2 separate regions of the Anas platyrhynchos genome follow, and region 1 is linked to region 2. The links are chromatin contacts, called in public Hi-C maps. All regions are on one chromosome and are shown on one strand. The core of a region is the stretch at or near the end of the contact, and the rest is flanking DNA. Distances in the headings are between cores, read along the strand shown. Region 1 overlaps NEURL1B (neuralized E3 ubiquitin protein ligase 1B). Region 2 holds the start of NEURL1B (neuralized E3 ubiquitin protein ligase 1B).

Evidence for each region. A called contact is a pair of places that touch in the nucleus more often than the background predicts.
Region 1: a contact with region 2 is called in a Hi-C map of skeletal muscle, with 2.4 times the contacts expected there. The contact joins the enhancer-like site here to the promoter of NEURL1B in region 2. A contact is called at or near these places in 2 of 8 Hi-C or Micro-C datasets (skeletal muscle and subcutaneous adipose tissue).

What each region holds. Positions count from the first base shown.
Region 1 is chr14:11,080,008-11,084,978 of IASCAAS_PekinDuck_T2T, forward strand. NEURL1B (neuralized E3 ubiquitin protein ligase 1B) reads left to right here. Exons shown (of 5, transcript XM_038186493.2): 5 at 1-1,911. It overlaps SH3PXD2B (SH3 and PX domains 2B), which reads right to left. Exons shown (of 15, transcript XM_038186487.2): 15 at 3,593-4,971. Among named protein-coding and RNA genes, the nearest start is that of SH3PXD2B, 74 kb to the right of the region's middle. Within about 2 kb of position 2,629, at least 1 of the 8 cell types and tissues checked has an H3K27ac peak or open chromatin away from gene starts, as enhancers often do.
Region 2 is chr14:10,961,281-10,965,812 of IASCAAS_PekinDuck_T2T, forward strand. It overlaps NEURL1B (neuralized E3 ubiquitin protein ligase 1B), which reads left to right and starts at 3,005. Exons shown (of 5, transcript XM_038186493.2): 1 at 3,005-3,118. The coding sequence starts at 3,076.

The DNA of each region.
Region 1 (4,971 bases), core at 1,379-3,878, 120 kb after region 2:
GGGCTGCTGGGTGCACAGGGGCGTCCTGCTCCTGCCTGCCCCTTCTTGCTGTGGGTGCACCGCCGGCTGTCCTGCGCTGCTGGTGGTGCCAGGCTGCGTGGCTGCTCTCGGTCCCTGGCCCAGAGCCTCTCTTACCTCATGGGAAGCACACCCAGGGGAGCAGATAACCCGTCCCACGTCGAGCCGCAGCTGCTCGGAGGCTGGCCCAACGTGCCAGCTCGCAGGGCACGGAGAAAACTATTTTCCTTTTTTTTAAACTTGAAGAGCTAATTAGCATTTCCATTAAGTGTATAAATGAGAGGCTACTTTATAGAGTGAGAGCTCTCAGACACTGCCCTGCTGCATCAGCACGAGAGCCTGCTGGCTTTGCAGAGCCCTTTTTGGAAACGCGGCTCAGCGCTGGCCACGCAGCATCAGCATGTGCTGAGCCCCGGCAGAGCCATGGGCGCAGCGACCGCTGCACGTTCGCCTTTGCAAAACGCAGCGGTGAGTTTTCCAGCTTTCTGTCTTGCAGTTTTCCAGCAGCTGAAGCCTTGTGCCGAGCTTGATGCTGCCCGGCGTGGTCCTGCCCAGCCTCCGGTTGTAGATAAGGGCGCAGCCGTGGTCACCGGGCACAACGCCGGGTGCCGCGGTGGCAAATACGCAACTGCAGGGTGAATCCTGGCCAGGTGGGTTCGGCTGTGCCCGGCTGTGAGCGGGCTGCGGTGGGCAGTTTGGCCTGTCGAGGTGTTCAGGGAAAGCTGTCTGACTTCACAGTGAGCGACACTGGCTTGGAGCAAGCTGGGCTAACAAATGCCAGCCAGACCCCACGCCGCAGTCCCTGTTTTGGGGTGCCCTGTGCCATTCAGTGCCAGCCCCCAGCCACCTGCACCGCCTAAAGTGCAGAGCCCGCTCGCTTGGCTGACCCCTCAGGTCCCCAACAAGCAGGGCTGGCTGCACGCCTGGCTTTTTTCTCGGTGTAGCTCTTTTCTTTCAAGCTAGCACGGAGAAGCAGTGAAAGCACTCGCTCCAAGCTGGCAGCCAAGCTGATCAGGTCGCACAGGTTTACTTTGCGCTGTAGCAGCTGCGAGGGATTTCAGGGCACGGCACCCAGCAGGGCCAGCAAGGGAGCGAGCTCGCTGCGGGTGAGGATCCTCGCCGGGGCACTGAGCGTGGCCGAGCAGCGGTGGCTGAGGCGCCCTGCCTGCCCGAGGGCGACAGGGATGTTCCAAAATGGGCGCAGAGGCCTCTTAAAAATGATTTCCAGGAAAAGGTAGCCTCTTACAGATTTAACCGTTCGTACTCGTATTGCTATTTTTTTTAACCAGTCCGATGAGATATGATTTGTACAGAAGATCTGTTTGTGCCTTATAAGGGTGTCTGTGCACTTTTTATCCTTTCTAAAGCGACTTTTAAAAAAAAAAAAAAGAAAAATGGGGAGAAAATATCACAGATCAATGGTAGTTTTATAGATTTTTTTTGTGTGTGTTCATCGAGAATCCTGCTTTATATATATATATAAACGTATATATATAAATTTAGGAGTGAAAAAAGTGTTTATTCCTATGGATTCCCACCCGCTCCCATTTGTTTAAAAAAAAAAAAGAAGAGAGAAAGCAAAAGCGGAGTAAGGGGAGCCCTTTGACCTTGCCCCTTTCCAAGCCAGTTACTCTCTTGGTGTTACCTTCACGAGTCCATGCTGTGACCTGGACATCACGGCGAAGCTGAAGCCTCTGCGTCAGGCTTGCCGAGCAAATCATCGGGGGACCGGGGTGGGGGTGGGTCGCACGAGGGAGGGAGCTGCACTTCTACATGTCAGTACTCTATAGCGTTGTGTTCAGTGCTGTGTGTGTTTTATTTTTGTCCATTTACCTGTTTTACATTAATATAATTTTACTTGTTTATGAAACAAATAAAATTTTGGCTTGTAAAGAGGGCTCCTTGACGCTTAAAAGTGACCAGAAGGCTGAGCAAAAGCTTTTCCTCCAAACTGGGCTAAGCTGGAGGCTTGGGGATGCTGCCCACGCCCTGCCCCTGCAGGCAGCCCTGCTCCAGGACATTTAAATACCTTGCAGGAGCTTTGCTTTGCTCCACAGAGGTCCCTGCACAGCGGCTGCTCCGTCCCTTGAAGGTTCACTTAACCTTGCAAGCCCTTGAAAACTTGGCAGCCCCTACAGTAAAAAGCAAGGTGCATTTTTGGGGCTATTGAGGTAGGAAGGGGCACCTGCTCCAGCCACTTGCAGCTCTGTTCAGGGAGGGGGCCATGTATCGGGGCAGGAGGGCTGCTGGACTCATTATTTTTTTTTATCCCATCCCCTGGAGCTGCCTGGCTCTTTATTTAACAAGCCGAGGTCGACGGCAGGCTGTGCTGTAAACTGTTTATATTCTGAAATGTGGCCGGTTGAAGCCAGACACCAGTCAAGTCACCTCAGATGCGGTTTGAAGCGGAGGAGAAGAATTCATTCATAACTCTGCCCTGGCAGGAGCGCAGCCACGCTGACGTGTTTGCGCTAAGCCCCACGCAAGCTGCAGGTGGTGAAGGAGCCCGACAAGGGCTATTTATGGCCAAACACCCGGCTATGGGCTGTGTGGCCCAGCTGTACCCAGCGGGCTGATGCTCCCGAGCTGCCACCAGCCTCACGCTGCAGGGTTCAGGCAGCATTTGGCATCGGAGCAATGCACCCCTGGGGTGAGTTTGCAGGACCACTGCCTGCTCCCATCACCTGCACCCGCAGCCACCAGCCTGGGCACGGTGACACACGTCCCATGTGCCACAGACCAGTTCTGGTTAGGGCTCTGCCTCGTGGGGAGCCACAGCAGCACTGAGCATTGGGACGCATCCAGCCCCGCACGGTGCCAGGAGCGGCGAGCCCCAGCAGGGTGGGAGCAGCGCGGCACCGCTCCCTGCCCCTCGGGCTGGGGACAGGCCCCGTGCACGGTGCTGCAACACCCCAGGTTATGGCACCGGCTCTGAATTTCTCCTCCATTCATTCCTGCTGTGTGGTGGCTCCGTGCAGCAAGCGGGCCCTGGGCTGTCGGGGTGCCAGCCACAAAGTGTGGGCTCCCAGCCCGGGGCACGTGCTGCAGGCAGGTGAGCAAACAGCAGCTGGAGAGATCGGCCCTGGTGCTGCAGGTAATTCAGCAGGCACGGGGCCATCGCCTGCTGCCTGCACAGCCCTGCCCGAGCTCCTTGCAGCCCTGCGCAGGATGGGGACCTGGGGCACAGCTGTGAGGGGGGAGCTGGGTTATTTCCGACCAGGGCCTGTAAGACCAAAATCCATCCTCAGGGCTCCTTCATGTCACTGCCTGTGACAAGCAGCAGCTCTTTGTGTGTGCTGTGCCCCCCCTGAGCAGCCCCCTGCCCTGTTATCCAGCCACATTTCACACCTCCAGGACGCTTTGCCCAGGTCCCTGCGTGGAGCTGCCACCGCCTGGACAGGGAGCAGCTCAGCCCAGACACACGCCAGCCAGGGGTTCACAAGGTGCTTGAAACCAGTCAAGCCATTTCTTTTATTTCTTAAAAAAAACAACAGACGAAAAATTAAAAAAAAAGAAACAAACACAAACCACAAAAAAAAAAAAATCAAAAACAAAACCCCCAACCTCCCCCCCCCCCAACGAATTAAAAATAAAAACCAGAACGCAACCCCTACTGGTGAAAGTACAGATACGGCATTTACACGGCTACATCTATCTTCCGCTGCCACCCCCGCCCGCCCACAGCAATGTCGATTTCTACGCGCTTACACAACACAGCGAGACACAGACAAACAGAACGGCTTCGGGAGCATGTGAGGTGGCACGGGGGGCCCCCAACCCTCCTCTGCCCCCCGCCGTGGTGATGCCCCCGCCTCGGGCTGTGCTGGTGCTGGGCGAGGAGGAAGCTCGGGCTCGGACCACGGCGGTGCTCAGGGCCCCAAGCATCCCAGGCCACCCTCCTCCTTCTCCTCCTCCTCACGAGGTAGTCAGGAGAAGGCGAGGAGACGCGGTCTGCGTGGCCACCAAGCACGTGTCCCCCGTCGGGTGTGGGTTTTCCAGTCCCTTTGCAGACAGGGGGGCAGAAGGAGGGGTAAGGCTCCCGGTGTTGGCACCCTGTGTGGGTGAGTGACCGTGCTGGCACGCACCCTGCCTCCTGGGAAGCTCTTTGGGAACAAGGGACCGATGCTGCCACGTGCCCGCTGAGCCAAATACAGTACTTGTGTCAGCAAAATGAAGCGCTACCAGTTCTGAGGCTCGGTCTGGGAGGAAAGCAGAAATAGCCCTCATTTAGCACGGAAGCAACAGAAAGAGCATTGTTCCCTACGAGGAAAAATGGGATCAGAGAGGTCTGTGAGGCAGAGAAAGGAGAAAGCCTTCCGAGCCTAAAAGGACATTCAGCACCGAGAGCGAGGATGCAGCGCCATGGGAAACGGGCACCCCGCCACCCCCTGCGTGACTGCCAGCAGCCAGAGCGGGTGGGGGGACACAGCTCCTCCTGCCCCCTCCCCAAGCACAGTGGGGCTGCACCTGGCTGCTGGGCAGCGCTGCCCTAACTGGCCTGTCCCCTGTCCATTTCCACGGCAGGAGAGTTTTCATGGAGCAAGGGATGTGCGGAGACAAGGCAGTGTTGTTCCCTGCAGCTCTCCCGGGAGCACATCAACACCTCTCGATGTGCCACGCACGCAGCTGGGTTACTGGGTTGGGTTGCAGCTGTATTGCTTATTGCCAGCTCAGGTGAGTCAGCCCGATCAGAGGCTGATGTGTGATCAGAGAAACCTGGGGGTGGCAGGGAGAGGAACCAGCCAGAGATCGGGGTGCATGAGTTCCCAGGGCTGAAAACAAACCTCGGGGCTTCTGGATGGACTAGGATGGCTTCTCTGTCTATAAAACAGGGCTGGGACAAACTGCCCGCCCCATCACCTTTCCAAATGACCCTGCCCTGAGGCACCACCACGTTTGTTCTGTATGTACACAGAGCTATCCTTAAGTCCACGTTTCCAGCACAGAAAGTGT
Region 2 (4,532 bases), core at 1,755-4,254:
TGTTCATATTATTATTGCTGCAACTCTCAGAGTTTCAGGAAGGAAGACACTGAGTTTTCCAGGATTATATTGTGACAGAACCCAAAATATCTCCTTGCGGGGCAATGGGACAGGGAATTACAAGGGCTCCTTCACAACCACCGGTCAGTTCATGGACGCCTTAGGACAGGCAGCACAATTACAGTGTATGCAACCATATGGAGCTGCAGGGACTGGCCTGAGACCATGGATGTGCCCTGGGCAGTAGCTCCAGTGCTCTCCTTGTGTAAGGTCTACTCTCATTTCTGTTTGTTTGGCACATTGTGTTACTCTCCCAGTGCTTCCAGAGCAAGGGCTGATGGGGAGAGGAATATAAATGACATGTTTTGTTACTTGCTGAGCTAATTCGCTGTCCTGTTGCTCAGGGGTTGTGACCTTGTATAACCCATAGCCCCTGTTAGAGATCGCATCCTCCTGCTTCTGCAGCAGTGAAGACAAGGCTGGCCCAGCCCTGACCGGACCTACCCTGCAGAAGTGACTGTGTGTGTGAGTGATCTCTGAAGTCTTCTGTCTTGCTGGGAAAGCTGTGGGCTGCACCACGCAGCTGGAACAGCTGGCTGAGTCGTGGTGCAGATGCCGAGTCCCTAGAGCTGAGGTGTGACAGCTTATGGGAGCTAAAGCTTTCCTTTCTGAAGGCTTTTGGATCCAGTCCAATAACACATGCTGAGCGTTAGCACTGCCTGACAGCCGCTCGGTGGTCTCAGTATGAAATGAGCTGGTGAACCTCAGCTTGGTTCCCAACGGAGACAGATGTTCCTGTTTTAAAAAATCATTACCATGGTCATTGCTAGCCAGACTGCTTCTTGGCAACAGTAGAAAGTTCAGAGCTTGAACAAACACAGAAGAATGTAAAAAAGCCTTTCTACAGGTCAGGATCGATGCATTTTGGCTTCAAATCTGCTTGGGAAATCTGTACTCTTCATGATATGGTAACTGTGGAAAAAACCATTATGAAAATTTAGCCTGATCAGGTCTTCTTCCAGAGCAAAATACTCAGGAACAACATGGAATTTTGCGGGGGGTATTTTAGGCAGTGTGATGCTAGACAGCCCTTTGTCAGAGCTGCAGTATCACCTTCTGCTGACCAGCAGGCGAGGCTGTACCTCCTGGGAATCCTGTCCCTGGGCAGCGTTTCCATCCGTGATGGGAGCAATCAGTGGGTGCAAAGTGGGGACAGGCTGCAAGGCACATTCTAAGAAGGTTTCTGCTTCTGTCCTCAGAGTAGTGTTGCCAGGCTCCCTTCAGCCTGCCCTGAGTGCCTGCGAGTGTCCAGCTGAGGGCCGTGGAGTGGCTTGTCTGGGTTTCTCCTCCTCCTGGGGACAGCCTGGAGGCTGCTCCAGCAGGGATGGGAGCAGATGGAGATAAAAGGAGGCTGTTCTTATCCATCTGGAAATTCTTGCTGGGGCTGCAGGGGCTGAGATCCTGGCTACACTGCAGGAAACAAGATGGTTGAGTAATGGAGAGTGTTGAGCATGCCAACCACATGGCTCCAGGGCCCATTTCCCTGGCCTTGGGGTGATCACCTCGCAGTAGGCAATCCGGGGACTCACTGCTTCTGAATACAGGTTCCCATTGCACCTGCTTAGGGAGCTGCAACTTCCCTGTTATTAGAGGGCTGGGAAAGCTTCTCAGGGTGCTACTCACCCTCCTCAGGAATGAAAGCGTGTCTAAGTGCCTTTTGGGAACCAAGAGGGCAAGGCGTCTCCTCCCTTTTGCTTTGAGAAAGTCTGAGAACCAAGTGCCCTTTCGTTGCAACTGCTGCTGTTACTCAGGGCTCCAGGTCGCGTCCTGCCGCTAGCCCCGACTTGCCGGGGATGTCACAGGATCTGCTGCGAACACTCAGCAGTTCTGCATCATGCTGCTGCTGCTGGTAATATTTTTAGAAACCCAAACCACACGAATGACCCCAAACCTGGTGATGAGACGGCTACAACTGCCATGTGCGAGGATATCATCGACGGCTCCGGAGGCCGCTTTGGAAGTTGCTGAAGCACTCGAGATCTTGCTGTGCTGCTCCCACCTAATGGAGAAGATAAAAAATGCATTAGCAGATAGATAAGGAGCATCCGCATGTCCCAGACACCGCCAGGCTCACACTCAAGGAAGACATCCCTGCCTCAGCAGGGCTCTCATCGCGTAACTGTGCTATCTGATAAGGGGCACTGGGATGCTGGGGCACTGCGGAGGCTTTGCTGTTCCTCTTCTCCCGGACCCGGCCCTTTCCCTGGCTCGAGGCAGCAGTGTGCTCATCTATCTGCATGCCGTGTTCTCGCCGTGTCTTTCTTTTCCAGGGCAGGACACGTCTTTATCTACATCTAAGCAATTCAAAGCTGCTGGCATCCAGTAACCGTGATCTGGTTGCGGCTGTGAAAGAGGAACTTGGCACTGGGATAAATGGTGCCCCCCTGCTGCCATCTTCTCCATTCTCTCTGTTACCCCCAGGGGTGGCCAGGCTGCCGTGACAGCTCAAGAATCTCACACCTCCTGTTTTGCTCATTTACAGCTTCCACAACCCACATCGGCCCCATGGAAAACAGATGAGGAAATGGAGTAATGGGGGAACAGAGTGCCTGGGGGGGAGGACAGCAGGACTCATTTCTGCTATAAATCTGCCAGCTCGCCGTCACGAGAGCATGGCAGGGCACAGATTTGAGACAGGGGCACAAATCTTGGTCCTGTTGGAAGCTGCCATGCCAAAGCTTTTCCAGAACACAGCCCCAGCAGCGCACCTCGCTGCGGGCACGGGCAGCCCTCACCCCACACCCTCACAGCGCCGGGCGCCATGAGGCAGGTCCACGGCCCCGGGGGCGGGCCTGCGGGCAGGCACCCGGCCGCCTTCAGGCCGCTTCCAAGCCGCTCGTAGCCGCCCTGAGGCCGCCTCCCAGCCTCTCGCAGCCGATCCCGGGCGGCCCCAGCCCGGTGCGGCTCCTCCCGCAGGCTTGCGGTTGGCGGTGGCGGCCTCGGGGCGGGGCGGGCGCCAGCTTCGAACCGGCGGCGCGGCGCTGCCCGCCCGCCTCACAGCGCCCCGCTACCTCCATGGGGAACACCGAGTCCGTCCTGCGCGGTGCCGCCGGCCCCGGTAAGTGCGGGGACAGCTCTGCCTTCCCCCTCAGGCTGCCTTCGTCCCCGTTGTCCCCTTCCCTTCCCGTGCTGTCCCCCCTCGCTGCCATCATCCCAACCCTTTCGCCCCCTCAGCCGCCCGCCTAGCCGCGCTGACAGGCTGAAGGGGGTTTGGGGGGGAAGCCAACAAAAGTGCTGGCGTTGGGTTTTGCGGGTGGGTGGCAGTTTTGAGGTGTTTTAACGTGGTTTTGTGCCTGGCCTCCGTGTTCCCCCCCCCCCCCCAGCCGCCTGCTTGGTTGGCTGGGTTTGAAGGGAGCTGCTGGCGGAGCTCAGCCAACCCGCGCCAGGTGCCAAGGCTGCGACGTGCAAATAAATAACACGGGCTGGGGATGCCAAGGGAACAGGGAGCTCCCAGAGGCTGCCACCGCCGCTGCTGCCACCCTCCCGTAACGGCTTTCCGCAAGGCCGGGCTTGTTTCTCCTCAGTCTCTCCTTGGCTTCGAGCCCTTGGCATCTCGGTGCCGCTTCCCAGATGCTCGGGAGCTGCCACGGGCCATCGGGATGAAGCGTTGCCCTTCCTCACGCTCAGTGGGAAGGTGAGGAATGCGATCAAATTTTCAGGTGGTTTGATAGGGTTTAGTGGCTACTTTCAAAAAGTTGTCAGCGTTTGCTTTCGTTTTCTCTTCGTCTGGGGGAAAAGCAAAGCATCTTGTTGCTGGCAGCGTTCCCTAAACATGAGCAAGTCCCGCAGGACACGGTCTGCATGAGGGCAGAGCTGGGTGCTCCTGCCTCAGCGCCCTGTCAGGAGGTCGGGGACCCTCCGAGCTGTGCCAGGAGCCCCAAACCACGCTGCCCTCCTCTCTGGTGAGTGCCAAACACATCTGCAGAGATCCAGGTGATCTGCATTAAGTATGCTCACACTGATGCCAAGTGCTGCCCAGTGCAGGAGAAAAAGGCACTCCGAGCAATGCAGGCTGTGATTTTGGGGTATTTACTGCAGATTTAGGCACCTCGCTTCTGGAAATGGGTGAGTGCAGGCAGTGGGCAGAACAAGAGGAAAAAAAAAAGTGACTTTTGATCCTGGTTTCCTAGTCCTGTTGCTCACGTGTGCGGGGCAGTACTGAGTTCAGGTGTGTATGTACATTAAGGGAGGGCCTCTGCTGTTCTGCAGGGTGTTGCTGGCACCCGGGGATTAGGCAATGATTGTGTTCCTGGGGACTGCGTGCCCGGGGTGTAATGTTCTGCCCTAGCTGGTTCCCTTGTTTCTTGTATTTCTTTCTCCTGGGAGCTGCTCCTGCTGTGTTTGTTTTTTGGGGTAGTCAGTCACCATTAGGCTTACATGTTTGCTATGTAATGGAAGATTGTTTCTAACCGATGCGTAACTGTGCTTCCTAGTGTCGGTTTTGGGTTTGAAATCCAAACATCGAGGCTTTG